Regions from separate parts of the Sus scrofa genome. Here all the other regions are linked to region 1. A link is a contact called in public HiChIP or PLAC-seq data. All regions are on one chromosome and are shown on one strand. Each heading gives the region's core, a stretch centred on a gene start, on an enhancer-like site or on the middle of the called end of the contact. The rest is flanking DNA. Distances are from core to core; before and after follow the strand shown.

Evidence for each region. HiChIP or PLAC-seq counts read pairs in DNA pulled down with a chosen protein or histone mark.
Region 2: an H3K27ac HiChIP or PLAC-seq map of skeletal muscle shows a contact between it and region 1, with 4 times the contacts expected there. The contact joins two enhancer-like sites. A contact is called at or near these places in 1 of 47 Hi-C or Micro-C datasets (epiblast stem cells) and 1 of 2 datasets of contacts at active chromatin or transcription factors (skeletal muscle).
Region 3: an H3K27ac HiChIP or PLAC-seq map of skeletal muscle shows a contact between it and region 1, with 7 times the contacts expected there. The contact joins two enhancer-like sites. A contact is called at or near these places in 13 of 47 Hi-C or Micro-C datasets (adipocytes, alveolar macrophages, embryonic fibroblasts and 8 more) and 1 of 2 datasets of contacts at active chromatin or transcription factors (skeletal muscle).
Region 4: a contact with region 1 is called in an H3K27ac HiChIP or PLAC-seq map of skeletal muscle, with 4 times the contacts expected there. The contact joins two enhancer-like sites. A contact is called at or near these places in 4 of 47 Hi-C or Micro-C datasets (adipocytes, brain, embryonic fibroblasts and 1 more) and 1 of 2 datasets of contacts at active chromatin or transcription factors (skeletal muscle).

The regions. Positions count from the first base shown.
Region 1 is chr7:67,429,114-67,432,492 of Sscrofa11.1, forward strand. The region is part of intron 1 of AKAP6 (A-kinase anchor protein 6); the gene reads right to left. Among named protein-coding and RNA genes, the nearest start is that of AKAP6, 31 kb to the right of the region's middle. Within about 2 kb of position 1,583, at least 33 of the 83 cell types and tissues checked have an H3K27ac peak or open chromatin away from gene starts, as enhancers often do. A contact at or near this core is called in fetal skeletal muscle and skeletal muscle, where this site is marked.
Region 2 is chr7:67,771,436-67,774,814 of Sscrofa11.1, forward strand. No RefSeq gene overlaps it. Among named protein-coding and RNA genes, the nearest start is that of ARHGAP5, 140 kb to the left of the region's middle. Within about 2 kb of position 1,651, at least 2 of the 83 cell types and tissues checked have an H3K27ac peak or open chromatin away from gene starts, as enhancers often do. A contact at or near this core is called in skeletal muscle, where this site is marked.
Region 3 is chr7:67,157,410-67,160,788 of Sscrofa11.1, forward strand. The region is part of intron 6 of AKAP6 (A-kinase anchor protein 6); the gene reads right to left. Among named protein-coding and RNA genes, the nearest start is that of AKAP6, 300 kb to the right of the region's middle. Within about 2 kb of position 1,747, at least 10 of the 83 cell types and tissues checked have an H3K27ac peak or open chromatin away from gene starts, as enhancers often do. A contact at or near this core is called in fetal skeletal muscle and skeletal muscle, where this site is marked.
Region 4 is chr7:67,691,807-67,695,185 of Sscrofa11.1, forward strand. No RefSeq gene overlaps it. Among named protein-coding and RNA genes, the nearest start is that of ARHGAP5, 62 kb to the left of the region's middle. Within about 2 kb of position 1,530, at least 38 of the 83 cell types and tissues checked have an H3K27ac peak or open chromatin away from gene starts, as enhancers often do. A contact at or near this core is called in skeletal muscle, where this site is marked.

The DNA of each region.
Region 1 (3,379 bases), core at 333-2,832:
GTCACTTGCTCTCCAGGATTCAAAGAATATTGGCTGTGGTACTCCATTTCCATCCTGAACAGGAGAGTTAAAGAGAAACACTCGACACAACCAGAAAATCCTTACCACAAAGCTCTTTATAGCAACAAGCTGCAGCTCAGGGATAGGATCTACAACCATGAGTTTGTACCATGAGTTTTGTAGGTAATTTTCAAAACTCCTTTGAACTCTCAAAAGTACCGGTAATTGAGCGTCCAAAAAAAGTCTGCAACAATCGTATCTGTTCTACCACCCTGCCTTCTTTAGAAATTGGACCCAGGAATATATGCTCTAGAAACATTTTTTAAATAGCCCAGACTTGACTGCCAAATCATGCTCCTTCTCCAGGCTCTCCTCCTTTGTTTTCAGAGTCTAATCTGGTTCTGCCCTCCTCCCCAAACAAGTATCCAGGTTCCTGGGGATGCTCCGTGCCCTGTTCTTTCCTGAATGCTATTTGCCATGCAAAACAGAACGGTAGAGCTAGAAAGGATCTGACAGAGGAACTAATATAGCTGCTTCCGCTGATGAGGAAACCCTGGCTTTACCTCAGGTCACAACTTGCCGGTGCCAGAGTTATCCCCATTCCTCCAGGTCTTATCAGGTTGTTCATTTCACCAGACAGTAAGTGTGGGGCCAAAGTATCTGACTTCATTATTACTCCTCTCAGAAAACAGATCTTTGTTGAACCAGGGGTGTTGGTTTGGAAATTTCAGGAAAGACCAGTTGGAGCAAACACAATTTTGAGCAGTGGGTACTTTCCATGTCCTCAAATCATATTCTTCCTGTAAACAAACCACACTTTAAAAATATGGAGGACTGAGCTATGGTCCCTCTTGGCAACTGTAAAGAATACAAGCTCCATGAGGGCAGGGACTCTATTTATACCTAGTGTTATTTCACACCCAGTACGTAGAACAGAAGCTGTCACTGAATAGCAGCTCAACAATAAACACTTGCTAGATGAACAAAAGGAAGGAAGGATGTATCTCTCTTCCATTCCCTCTATAGTCCATCTCTAACCCAATTTTGTTCCCTGTTACACTTAAGTCTAGTTCCTTTAATCAAAACTCTGTTGTCAGATAAGACTTATCAGTCGTTTATATTTTAGTAGCCTTTAATCTGCTTCCTGGCGTGTTTGGAATTTCAGTTTTCTAAAAAAAGCTTTTGCCCATTTGCAGGCCCTATCCATCCCCCTCTCCATGCACATGGCCAAGCTTTGAATTCTCTGAAAGTAAAGCAAATTGTTCACAGGAACATCTCCCTTCCCCAGTGACCTCTGGTTTCCCTCCTGTGGCTCTCCTGAGCTTTCACATCTTTGTAAAATCATCTACAATCCTATCTTCCTGCCACCTCTATCTTCCTTTCTCAGCTGTCAAAACTGAGATGGCATGCTGCTTTTGCGTATTCAGACTCAGCTGTACTGCCCAATTAAGGCCCAGCATCTTGCTTCCCACACCTCACTCAGCAAAGCCAAAGGACCTCACCGTATTGAGTTAACCAGAAGCCCATCCTAACCTTCTTGCTCACTAGGGGGTGCTGTTGCTATATCCAGACCTAAGGAATTTGGTGCAGTGGAGGAAAAGGAAGTGACAGAGCTCTCTGGGTCTTGGGAGACGTTTCTAGCTGGGCCTCTCTGCACAACCCCGCAACATAGTTTCTCAGAATCAAAGCCCATTACACCTCATCAAGCCATACAGTTCACATGGTACAATAAAATGGGAGGGCGGAAGGTCTCCAAACTAAAGGTTTTACTCTAAGATTCATTTAGGTACACAGGTTCACGCAACAGTATTTATGATGACTACTGGATGTGAATAACTAATTCTCACTCACCACTGGAGAAGAAAGTACTGTTTAGACAACCACACAGCAAACACTGTCAGGCAGAATTAAATGTATCAAAGGCAACCAGAACAGCCAGGAAACACTTGAGTTTTTCCCTGCTTTTCACAATCATCTTTCCTGGTATGTGATGTCTTAGACTTTGGGAATGAAAGCTTCATACACAAACAAATGAATATCAGCCTCTCTCAGCCCCCAGCCTGGCTATTGCACAAAGCTTGCAGGCTGCCAGAAAAGCCTCCCTGGCCTCAGTTAACTCTTTGCTTGAATAACTGGTGGACCTGCACTGCAGGAAAAGCTCTCTCATGCAGCAGAGCTTTTCAAATTTCTTAACAAGTCATCATACAAAGAATTTTTTTGGTTGGGTTTGTGGGTATTTTAGGATAAATTGAGGGAAAAAAATGTGTATCTTTTTAAAGTTCTCTGAATGAGACTCTCACCTAACAGTATGAACATTAAACATTCCCACACAGCGAAGAATGGATCTGCACCAAGGGAAATAACTCTGGTATTAATCCAAGATGAAACAATCCCGCTCCCCCTCCCCCGCCCCCACCCGCTCTGGCTAGGGTTTCACACCCTTTGTTGCACTGATTTGGGCACTCCGCACTAATGCTAATGAGCAACCACTCACTAATGCTAATGCCTAGAGCGCTCTTTGGCTCCAAAAGCAACCCAGCCAAGCTAGAAACTTGAATTCCAAAGTGGTTCAAGAGGGACTCAGCCAGACAGAGGTGCCACTTTAGGGCAAGTCCTACACAGAATAGTTTCCTTTTGTTCCATCCCTAAAAAAGGACACAATCCCAACTACAAGTGCATCAAACTTTCAGATGAAATGCAAGGAATTTCTAGTCCCAGGATTTTTGCAATAACTAGCTCGACGTTTCCACATAAAGCTCTAAAGACAAGGATAAATATACCATACTTAACAGAGTGTTGAGAAAACTTCTAAGTTAGTGTCCCTTAACCTAATTTCAGCCCTCACATACCCAAAAGAACCACTGCCGTTAGTTACCAAGGCTGACTACTGCAGGGAGCAGGTCAGAATGAGGAGGCTGGGGGGTATGATGTGGGAATACAGTTTGAAAAGGGCTCATTCTGAAAAAAATGCCTGAAGAATCCCCTACAGGCATTCTGCTCCACCTCACTATAAATCACTTAGGTTAACACAGTCATAAGGCAAAGAGACAACCTAGGTATGTAACTCCAGTGTATCCATGACTTAAGGTCCTGATAAACAGTGGGTATTTCCAGTTCTACCCTGAAGTTTTATTCTCTAAAATGAAAATCATGGAGTTCCCACTGTGGCATTGTAGGTTAAGGATCCAGCATTGTTGCAGCTATAGGCGCAGGTCACAGCTGTGGCCTGGATTCGATCTCAGGCCTGGGAATTTCCATATGATATGGGTGTGGTCAAAAAAAGAAAAGAAAAGAAAAAGAAAACAGAGCCTTGTATGTGTTGCTCTCCAAAAAACTTCATATGCAAAATGAAAACTGATTTGAAAAGTAGTGGCAGAAA
Region 2 (3,379 bases), core at 401-2,900, 340 kb after region 1:
TTTATTGAACTTTTCAAACCTAATTCTTCTACCAGAAAAAAAATGGGTACCTTAGGCTTACCAATATATGAAAAAATACAGGGAGAGTAATCCATGTTGGTGAGATACACAGATAAATTAACCACACAAAAGGAAATTATTCCATTTGGTCTCTCATATCATGAGGAAATCTATCCTCTCCCCCTTCCTCAAATCAGTGTTGGAAATGGTGACTAATGTTCTTATTTACATGGGAATTGATACTTCATTTATCGCTTACAATAATAACATGTTAGGGTTGCTATGAACTGTCAAGGAAAATTGCTTGCAAGAAGGATTTTTATTAACAGAGTTGTGAGGTGAAACCAAAACTGAAGTGGCAGCACCTATTCTGCATTTGGGAAAATACGCCCTCAGAAAATGTACAAGCAAGTCGCAAGCACACTTGTTAAAAGCTCAGGATGCTAAAGCATTCTAAAAAGCACGGTAGGAGTTCCCATCGTGGTGTAGCAGAAATGAATCCGACTAGGAACCATGAGGTTGCAGGTTCGATCCCTGGCCTCGCTCAGCGGGTTAAGGATCCGGCATTGCTGTGAGCTGTGGTGTAGATCCCAGACACGGCTCAGATTCTGCGTTGCTGTGGCTGTAGTGTAGACCAGCAGCTGTAGCTCCAATTCGACCCCTAGCCTGGGAACTTCCATATGCCCTGGATGTGGCCCTAAAAATAAAATAAAAAATAAAATTAAATTAAAAGCATGGTAATAAAGCCATCATTCAGAAATAAAAGTGGATTACATAGCTTCTGGCCTACTTTTTTATCCTTTCGTATTTTCCTAACCTTACAATATTTCATTTTATAAAAAGCCAACTTGACTAAATACCTCCTATTTCCTATTCTTTACTAACAGGAAGTGGTTACTAGAAATCTTTGTTTTTGGTAGTCATTGTAAAATGTAGCTAATGGGAAGCTTTAGATAAATAGAAGAAACTTTATATAAAAATTCCTCCCTAGAAAGGATAAGAAATCTCCCCAATTCAACAGAAAATAATTTCTAATTCAAGACAGTAAAAACTTTCTCTCCTTACCTTAGAAAGACATAAACTAATAAAAGTATTTGATATTTTTGTTTAATGATTTTATGCATACTGTTTATAAACATTAGTGCAGAAGGAGACTAAATAATGTTAACTGTTTCAAACAATAATCTGAATGCTTCTTAAAGATCAACTCAGAGCAATTTATTTTCCTTCTACAAAACAGTTGAACTAGGGTCACGGAATATTTATTTTAAAACTTTCTAGTCAGTAAAAGAAACATTTCCTTGGTGCAAAGGAACAAACATCACCCAATATCCCCTATAAAGTCTTCAGCAAGGAAAATAGGATATAATAGAAAAAAAAAAAAAAAAGCACAGATTTTAGTTCCTAAAATAAACTTTATGCAATCACAGGAAGCACTTAGATCCCTTTTTTCCTCCTCTTGCAGGAAAATGAAACAATCTCTGGGCCACAGGAAATAACACAAGTTTTAGAAAATCCCAGTGGTATGAGAGAAAAAACTTCAAGTGGATCTCTTCTGAGTCCAATAATGACGTCAATAACAACAGATGTTCAAAGACTCAGGTACTTCAACGAGAAGCAACTGATGTGTACTGATGAGAGTGACGACTCCATCTGAAGTTCAGGAAAATAGAACAGCAGAGATCACTAACACAACACTATAACTGATGTGTCTGCACACTACTAGCTCCCGACTTCATTTTGGCAAAAAGAACAACTGCTGAGAAGAGTAATGGTGAAGTTCCCACTGTGGCACAGTGGGTTAAGGATCTGGCATTGGCACAGCTGTGGTGTAGGTGGCAGCTACGGCTCGGATTCGATCCCTGGCCTGGAAATTTCCATATGCCATGAGTGTGGAGGGCAAAAATAGTGCTAAAAAAAGATGATGGCAAGAAGTGCAGAAAAAAGGAGGCATGGGGGAGGGCAGGGAGAAAAAGTGGATAGGACTCTTTCATTTTAGATTGCCAGTATACAACAGATCCCACTAAAAATTACTAAAAATATAGACATGCCAATTATTGATGGGACAAGTAAAGAAAAATCAACAATTCATAACTGTGGATACATATGATACATATACAAAAATGCATATCATAATGCAACTGAATAGAAGAAAGAGTTTACAACATTTCCATTAAATTTAATTATAGGGGAGTTCCCATCGTGTCTCAGTGGTTAACGAACCTGACTAGTATCCATGAGGATGTGGGTTCGATCCCAGGCCTCATTCAGTGGGTTAAGGATCCAGCGTTGTCGCTAGCTGTGGTGGAGGTTGCAGATCCCACGTTGCTGTGGCTTTGGTGTGGGCCGATGGCTGCATATCAGATTGGACCCCTAGCCTAGGAACCTCCATATGCCACGGGTACGGCCCTAAAAAACAAACAAAAAAATTTAATTACAGGTATCAAGAGAATAATATAATACTTTCCATCCTTAAAAGTATTTTTTCTTAGAATATCCAGTTAGGAAGGTATTTTTGGCACTCCTACGTAGGGCACATTAGTAGGCAAACATCTGTATAACCCCACCACAGACTTGGTGATTAAGTCTTTCTCAGGAGGAAAGATCAAAATATAGTTTATATAGAGTAAATCAGGAAGAATTTCAGATTGTGCAGAGATTTCTCCCTTTGTGGCTTTAATGCAAAAGGAGATTCCACAAAATCTCTGAGGGCCATCTTTTTGGGCTGTGATATTTCATGACCACACCTTGGATTTAACAGGTCATAAATAGGATAATAAAATAAACTGCATTCAATACATTAAAAATGTACTTTGGCATGACTTTTTAGACTGTGGGTTTTGCCAACAGTAACTAGACAGAAGGCACTGTTATATCATTTACAAGGTCAAAATATACAGTCATGTCCTCATGCTCTTCCACCACTCTTCTCCAGCCCTGGTTTCCTCAGGGCAGTATTCCTGGGATGGTTTTCCAGCTAGTCTTCCTATTTTCTCTGATTTTGTTACTGAATGCCCCTCCCCTGCATCCCCACCCCAATATCACGGCCACCTCATTTCCTGCCTATGGTGGGATCAATTTTTTAAAAACATGGCTCCCATAAGTCACTCCAGAATTAAAAACCTATGAGAGCCAGTTTGTTACCGAGATAGCTGATACATGCATGTACAGACATATGTGTGTTTTAATGCAAAATGTAGCATTCTACATAGACTTTTTCTTTTCGCAACATACCCCAGAGACCATTCCATTTCAGAACATATAGAGGTACTTTATTCTCTTTCAGTAGCTGCATTATATCCCATTACATGGATGGTCTGGAGTTTATTTAACAAGCTACATGGAAGGGAAATGGGTGGTTTGAGTGAATAAAAGGAAG
Region 3 (3,379 bases), core at 497-2,996, 270 kb before region 1:
ACAGACCAAATTCAGAGAAGGGCAATCTGCCTCAAAGTCCCTCAGGAATACAAAGATTAGGAGTCAACATCTGAGGGGCACGAGGAACATTTTCAGGTTGATCGGGGGGGAAAAAAAATAAGTCCTTGCTGCCCCTTTGTGACAAGCTTGCAGATCTGGTGTAACCAGGAGACACAGATGTGCTAATAGGAAGAAGCCCTCTCAGCAGAAGCACGTTCTAGTTGTAAAATGAGGTTGCTGAGTTTGACAATTCCTCATGCCTTTCTGACCATTAAAACACCTGTGGTTTTTGCATCGAGAGCCTCCTCAAAGTCAGAGATGTTTGGATGACTTACCTGTTCTCTCGCAGTTAGACAGGGTGCTGGTCTTTGGTGACTTCCTCACATCTTCCCAATGTTTCCTACCCACTCTCCCCAGAGCTATCCTACAAGATCCAGCTTAACACTCTTCTCCCAGCCAATCACCCCAACCTAGTGCTACCAACACATTTTCTCACTTTTTCCATCTTTAGCAGCCAGGGGTCTGAGGGATAGTTCTAAACCTGTGGGTTTTCCTCCCATAATACAGTGTAATGACCTTCCCTCTGGTTAAAGAGTGCTGCGGGAATTATTATTTATAAGTACATAATTATAAATAAATATTATAAATATGTATAAATACAAATTATAAATAAATATGTAATATTTATAAGGTTGCTGTGTGACAATATTATAAACTAGAAGGTTGTTTGTATTTATCTGAACACACATTCATAGCATAAATTTCCCTGCATAAACTTCCTAAGGTGTCAGAGAAGTGCATTAACTAAAATTATTGGGCCAATTAGAGGAGAATTATCTGTAATACGGCGTAAGATTCATCCATCAAGGCAGAAGGCCCAGGGTCTCACAGAGAAGAGGGGTGCAGGAATCTAGGGAGACTGCCACCGGTCCTAGGAAGGAGGAGTGGTGGCCTTAACCATTGTGGGTGGGGTTGGGTAGGAGGCTGAAGCTTCATAATGACCAAGAAGGCTGAAGATAAGAGGAGAAAACCGGGTGATGGCATTTGATCCCTAAAGGCCAAAGCCATCTACATGCAAAGAGCTGCTAAGGCCGGACCCCTCCCCTCCCAGAGTAGTAATAACAACAATAACGATCATAGGAGATAACATTTACCGAATGCTTAGCACATTCCAGGTACTATTCTGAGCTCTTTACACATTTTAACACATTTAATCGTCAAAAAGACCTCTACTTTTAACCCTATTTTTGCAAGAGAGGAAACGGGCAAGGCAACCTAGGTGACAAATGCACAGAACCCCATCAGTCTGAAAAATGGAAAGCTCCTGGGCCTGAGCTGACAGGCAGCACCTTTCTCGGGTAAAGTTGCTTATTCACCATGCAAATCTCAGGCCAATCATCTTTATATGGGTGGCATTAACCACTTCAGGTGGGGGTTGCGAAGGTGGCTGAAGACATGATCTGACATCATGAGTGACCCTGACACGTTCCACACTCTCGGAGCGATTTGCCCTCATGCTGTCTGAACAGAGCACAAACAGCAGTGCTGACAGTTAACTTTAAGACATCACAACAGCCAACCTGCCAAAATGAATGTTTCCAGTTTCCTTCATTTAGCTGACCTTATTTGCTATAAATTCAGGTTAATCCATAGTTAATTCTTACTGGGTTACTCACTTGTTTACTGTCACCATTGTCCCAGGTCTCTTGGCATCTTACACACTCTGGCCAGGCCCCAAATTCCTCTAGGATGTCTGGCCCTTCTCATCTTTCAGTGCTGGGAATGAGGCATGAAGAGGTTCAGAGCGCCAGGCTCATGAACGTCACAGCCTCACACTCGCTTACCATTAGGGTCTTCTAAGGGGAATTCACCCAGAATTCCATGGAACAGAAAGAAATTCCATGTTGAAGGGATATATTCCAGTGAATCTTTTATGGAGAAGTAGCTGCATCCCTTAGTTTTGCCTCTTTGTCTCATAAAATTTCAGAACTGAGAGGTATCTTAGAGGTCACCCAATTCAATTATTTCCGAATGTTTATTTTTCGAAACTGAGGCTTGGGAAGTTACGTCTCTTTCCAAGGTCACAATGCTACAGAGGTGCAGAATTAAGATGCTTATTCTAGTTCTACTATTGTTGATGCTAATTTCCTGAATTCATAGGAAATGTCACAATAATGATAAAACTAGTATTTATGTAGCCTTTGGAGTTTATAATGACCTTTTGCTCTTTGTGATTATAATAATCTGTGCAGTGGTGTGACAAATATAATTAATATCCCATTTTAAAGACTAGGAGATTTAAACAGTAAATTTTTGCGACTTATTCAGTTTTTCATAATTTAAAAGTGGAGGGCTGTGAATTGAGCCCAGAGCTCCTGCCTTTAAGTTTCATACCCTTAAGTAAATTACTGACTTCTCTATGTATCTCTGTCCTCATTGGTAAAATGGGGATATAACAAGTGTCTTCATCAAAGAGGGATTTTTCCTTGCGAATTAAATGCTATGATATGTTATATAAATAAACGTATTAGCATCTTGCCTGACATGTTGTAAGTGGTAATTAATGCCAAGAGTTTGTTTGTTGTTATTGTTTGTTTTTCTCTTTACAGCCACACTTGTGCATGTGGAAGTTCCCGGGCTAGGGGTTGAATCGAAGCTGCAGCTGCCAGCCTACAACACAGCCACATCTAACACCTATCCAAGCTGTATCTGTAACCTATGCTGCCCTGCAGCAATGCCAGATCCTTAACCCACTGAGCGAGGCCAGGGATTGAACCCTCAATCCTCATGGATACTAGTTGGGTTCGTTAACACTGAACCACAACGGGAACGCCAACAAAATGTAATTTAATCATAGCTTTTTCATGCCAAGAAAATAGCAAAGAACTATTTTCATCTTAATGTCTAAAACTCCAAACAAAAAACTGCACCTGAATTATACATTTCAGAAGCTAAAATCCAGATGCAGTGACTAGCAGTAGCCGCACGGTGGTGCTACATCATCATTGATAAAGCCTTAAGACCCAGACATTTCTGCAGAAACCAAACTGACGCAGGACTGAAATATTCCTACTGCGTTAACCAGGAAGCAATCTGCTTAGGCTCCCTGTGGTTCTTCTCCTACAACCTTGAGCAATGACCTTGACATACTGTCTCAACAAATCCATTAGTAATGTTAACTCACAGGTTTTTGCTGGCCATTGCAACAAATAAAATATACACAAAAGAATATCATCCTTTTTTCTTAGCTTTTTTTTTTTAAAAAAATGTTATATGTTAATTTAGGATTCTCGACTTGGATTTATCCACATAATTTGCATATAAGATAACATTTACCTCTGTCCTGTTCATCCATTGTACATCTCAATTTCACATGTCC
Region 4 (3,379 bases), core at 280-2,779, 260 kb after region 1:
TGGGTGTGATGGCCTACCAAGGACTTGAAAGTGCCAGGCAATTTCACTTTGCGGGGGGTGCACCCACTGGGGAGGACAACTTGGATTAGCATTCTCATTCTTGCATTATCTCTGGGCTCTGATGATAGAGCCCTGAAGAAAGGCCTGGATGACTCCCACAAGCAGAGGGAAAGATAAAGATTCATTACAAACTGTTCTGTTCCTGTGATTACTAACAAAGGAGTGAGATAAGCTGGCTCATCAGTGAAACACTCCCTGGAGATGAAAGGGCTTCAGGGTTGTCAAGACAGGCAGTCTTTTTCTGGTAGAAAGTCCAAAGGTGACCACTGTGGCTGGATAGGTATCTACACCTGGCTCTAGGCTGACAATATCCAGGCAAGCCCTAGACGTGGGCAAGGAGGAGTTTCCATTGCATCTATGGGTTGCTTGGAGCTACAAATTCCTTGTTTGTCTCGTTTCTGAATGCCTCTCATACTTCAGACAAGGCCTAATGCATAGAGTAGATGCTGAACAAGTGTTTGTTAAATGTATACCAGGCTGGTGGTGGTGGTTGTTTTTTGCTATGATCATAGGTTTCTTTTTTAAATAAAAGCTTTATTGAGATATACTTCAGAAACCATGGAATTCACCCTTTTAAAGTATATAGAGCAGTGGGGTTTAGTATATTTACAGGGTTGTGCAATTATGACCACGATCTAACTTGAGAACATTTTCATCACCTTCTCTCCAAACTCTGTACTCACAGCCACCATTCCCCATCCTCTACTCCTCAGCCCCAGCAACCACTCATTCACTCTCAGTCTCTGACCAGAGTTTTCTGACCATTGTGTTCCACAGTTCTATGCATCTCTGTATAAACACACAAAGCAAAATGTCCACCAGGGTCACGTCGTCAGAAAGCATTCCCTGTGTTATCCTGGTTCTAGCTAATCCAGTCGCATCCTTTCTATCACTTACAAGAACAGATGGCTTCAGCCTTCTCCAGGCCAAGGCTGAGCCTCTGTATTGCCAAACATGTTGATGAGCACTGAAATTCAGCCCAGAATCACAATGAAAGCAAATGTGAAATACCCGGACAGCGCCAAACTGATTCAGGCATTTCCCCCACGCTCCAGTGGCTACATGGGTGACCCAGTCTGGTGTGATGACTCTTTGCAAAAATGGAATGTGGGGAATGCCAGGTCAGGGATGGGAAGTCAGGCTTGGTCTGAAAAGGCAACACTGAAGATGGGCAGTGATGTCAGCCATGGCACTTTACATAAGGAGGCACCAGGTGCTGTTTTAGGGTGAAGCCTGCGGTCTGAAGCCCTGGGGTATGAGGTTGCACTGGGAGTAGGGGGCAGAGCCTGAAGATCTCCAGGCCAGGGCAGAGCTGATTCAGGAGCCAGGACGGGCAGCCAACTACTGAACACAGGAATCTGTGGAGGCTAAACAGGGTGGTTCTGAGGACTGTTGCCAAATAGCTTGTTGCTACCTCAGTCAGATTTATTAGCCTGGTTCAGCAGTTTCTGCCTGAGAGCATTTTAAAGACACCACGGGAACTTTGAACTGGGAACTGAGACTCACTGTCAGATAACAATATGGAGGAGGTCAGCTCTTCCTTCAACAACTCAGCCTCTTGAGAGAATGAAAGTCGGTGGACACAGTCCTCCCGTTCCAGGAACATCATGGCGGCTTCCTTTACAAGAAGTGGGAAGACTTTGTGATGTTTATATTCAGCTGTTAACATATGGCTTTTCTAGGTCAGAATGTGAGCTTCTTGCAAAGAGAGTCTATGTCATTTTCATTTTGGGAATAACAAAAATGAAGTGTTTTTCAGATGACAAAAGTGAAAATGTGCCTAGAAATTCTGGCACATAATTAACCATAATGTGTCTAGAAGTTCTGGCACATAGTAACCACTCAGTAAAGACTTAATAGTGAGTGAATAAATTTCTAGTACCTGTCTCCAAGGAATATATTGTCCCACTTTTTTTCTAATTTCTCAAAGAATGAGGAGGGAAATTCTGGTAGGAAGATTTTTCACAGACTTCAATGGCAAAAGGAGTACACTTTCTCAAAAATCACTGTATTGAGGAGGGCAGTTATGATCGAATGTAAATGTTTCCTTTTAAATATGTTATCCTTATTGGGGAAAAAATGGCACTGCACATCCAAGAGGAAAATATGTGAACTGAATAAAGATTAAAAAACAAACAAACAAACAAACAAAAAAAAAACCTTGATGTGAGGACAGAGAAATAAGCTCTTAAAATTCTTAAAAAGTCAGAGCCAGCAACTACCTCACACATGTGTTGACACCCTTACCCCACTCCGTGCCCAAGAAAGACAGGGCTAATCAAGTCTAGGCTATTCTTTCCTACCAAGCTGAAGCTTAAATTCAGAATCCTTGTCAACACTGTGTTTCATGCGGTCATTCCTGGGTGGCTGGTGTTGATGGACGTAATATAAGCCATTAGTCATGGCTGAGCTGGAGTGTAGGAAGGACAGGGCGGTGAAAGAGTGTGAGGTCATTTAAGGAAGATGAGAAGGGGCCTGGGAGGAGCCCTGACAGACGGCTGAGATCTGTGGTCTGGCTCAAGCCTTCTATGTAGGTTATTGGGTGCCTGCAGAACAATCACAGCCTAACTCAAGGAATGCCCTGGGGCTGGATCTGAGACTCAGACAGAAAAAAGGTCCTATTTTCCGAGAGCCCCAAGGGGCTAAGTTGTCAGGTCATCTGGCAAAGTCTGTTACCCCAAGGCCTGAGTCCAAAAGAGCAGCCGGTTTACTGGAGGAGGAGTGAACCAGCATTAATTCTGCACCAGGCGCCGTGAATAATTGAGTCTGCCCAGAAGACACGTCTCAGCTATAAGCTGCTTGTACCCCAAGATCCCTTGCCTATGTGGAAAATGCTGATGGATAATTTGATGGAAAAAACTGCTTCTGTCCCTGTGTTGGGGGTGACATGAGGACACAGAAGGATGGACTTGTTTCACAAGTGAAAGGGTCCCCTCTGAGTTCCAAGGAAGCTGATCAGAGAAGGAATCTGTCTTTTCCTGTTTTCCCAGAAGGGGACAACAGAAAATGATCTGGGTCTAGTTTTCTTTGTCATAGCTCCTTTGTAAAACTGAAATGCTTGACTCTGTCTTTATAGCATAGCTCTATAGGGCATAGGGTTTCCATTTCTCTCTTGGGGTGGAGGAACTGGAACCCAGACAGGCTGCATGACAAGTTCTCTGACACACACAGGAGACAGCTGGGATCAGCCTCAGCCTCTCCAGGTTCGAGACTCCTCTGGGCTGACAGTAGAAAGCATAACGCCCAATGGTTCATATCATAAGGTCATCAAAATAGCCCTGAGGAGAGGTGGGCAGGAACCACTAGGGACCTAACTCAG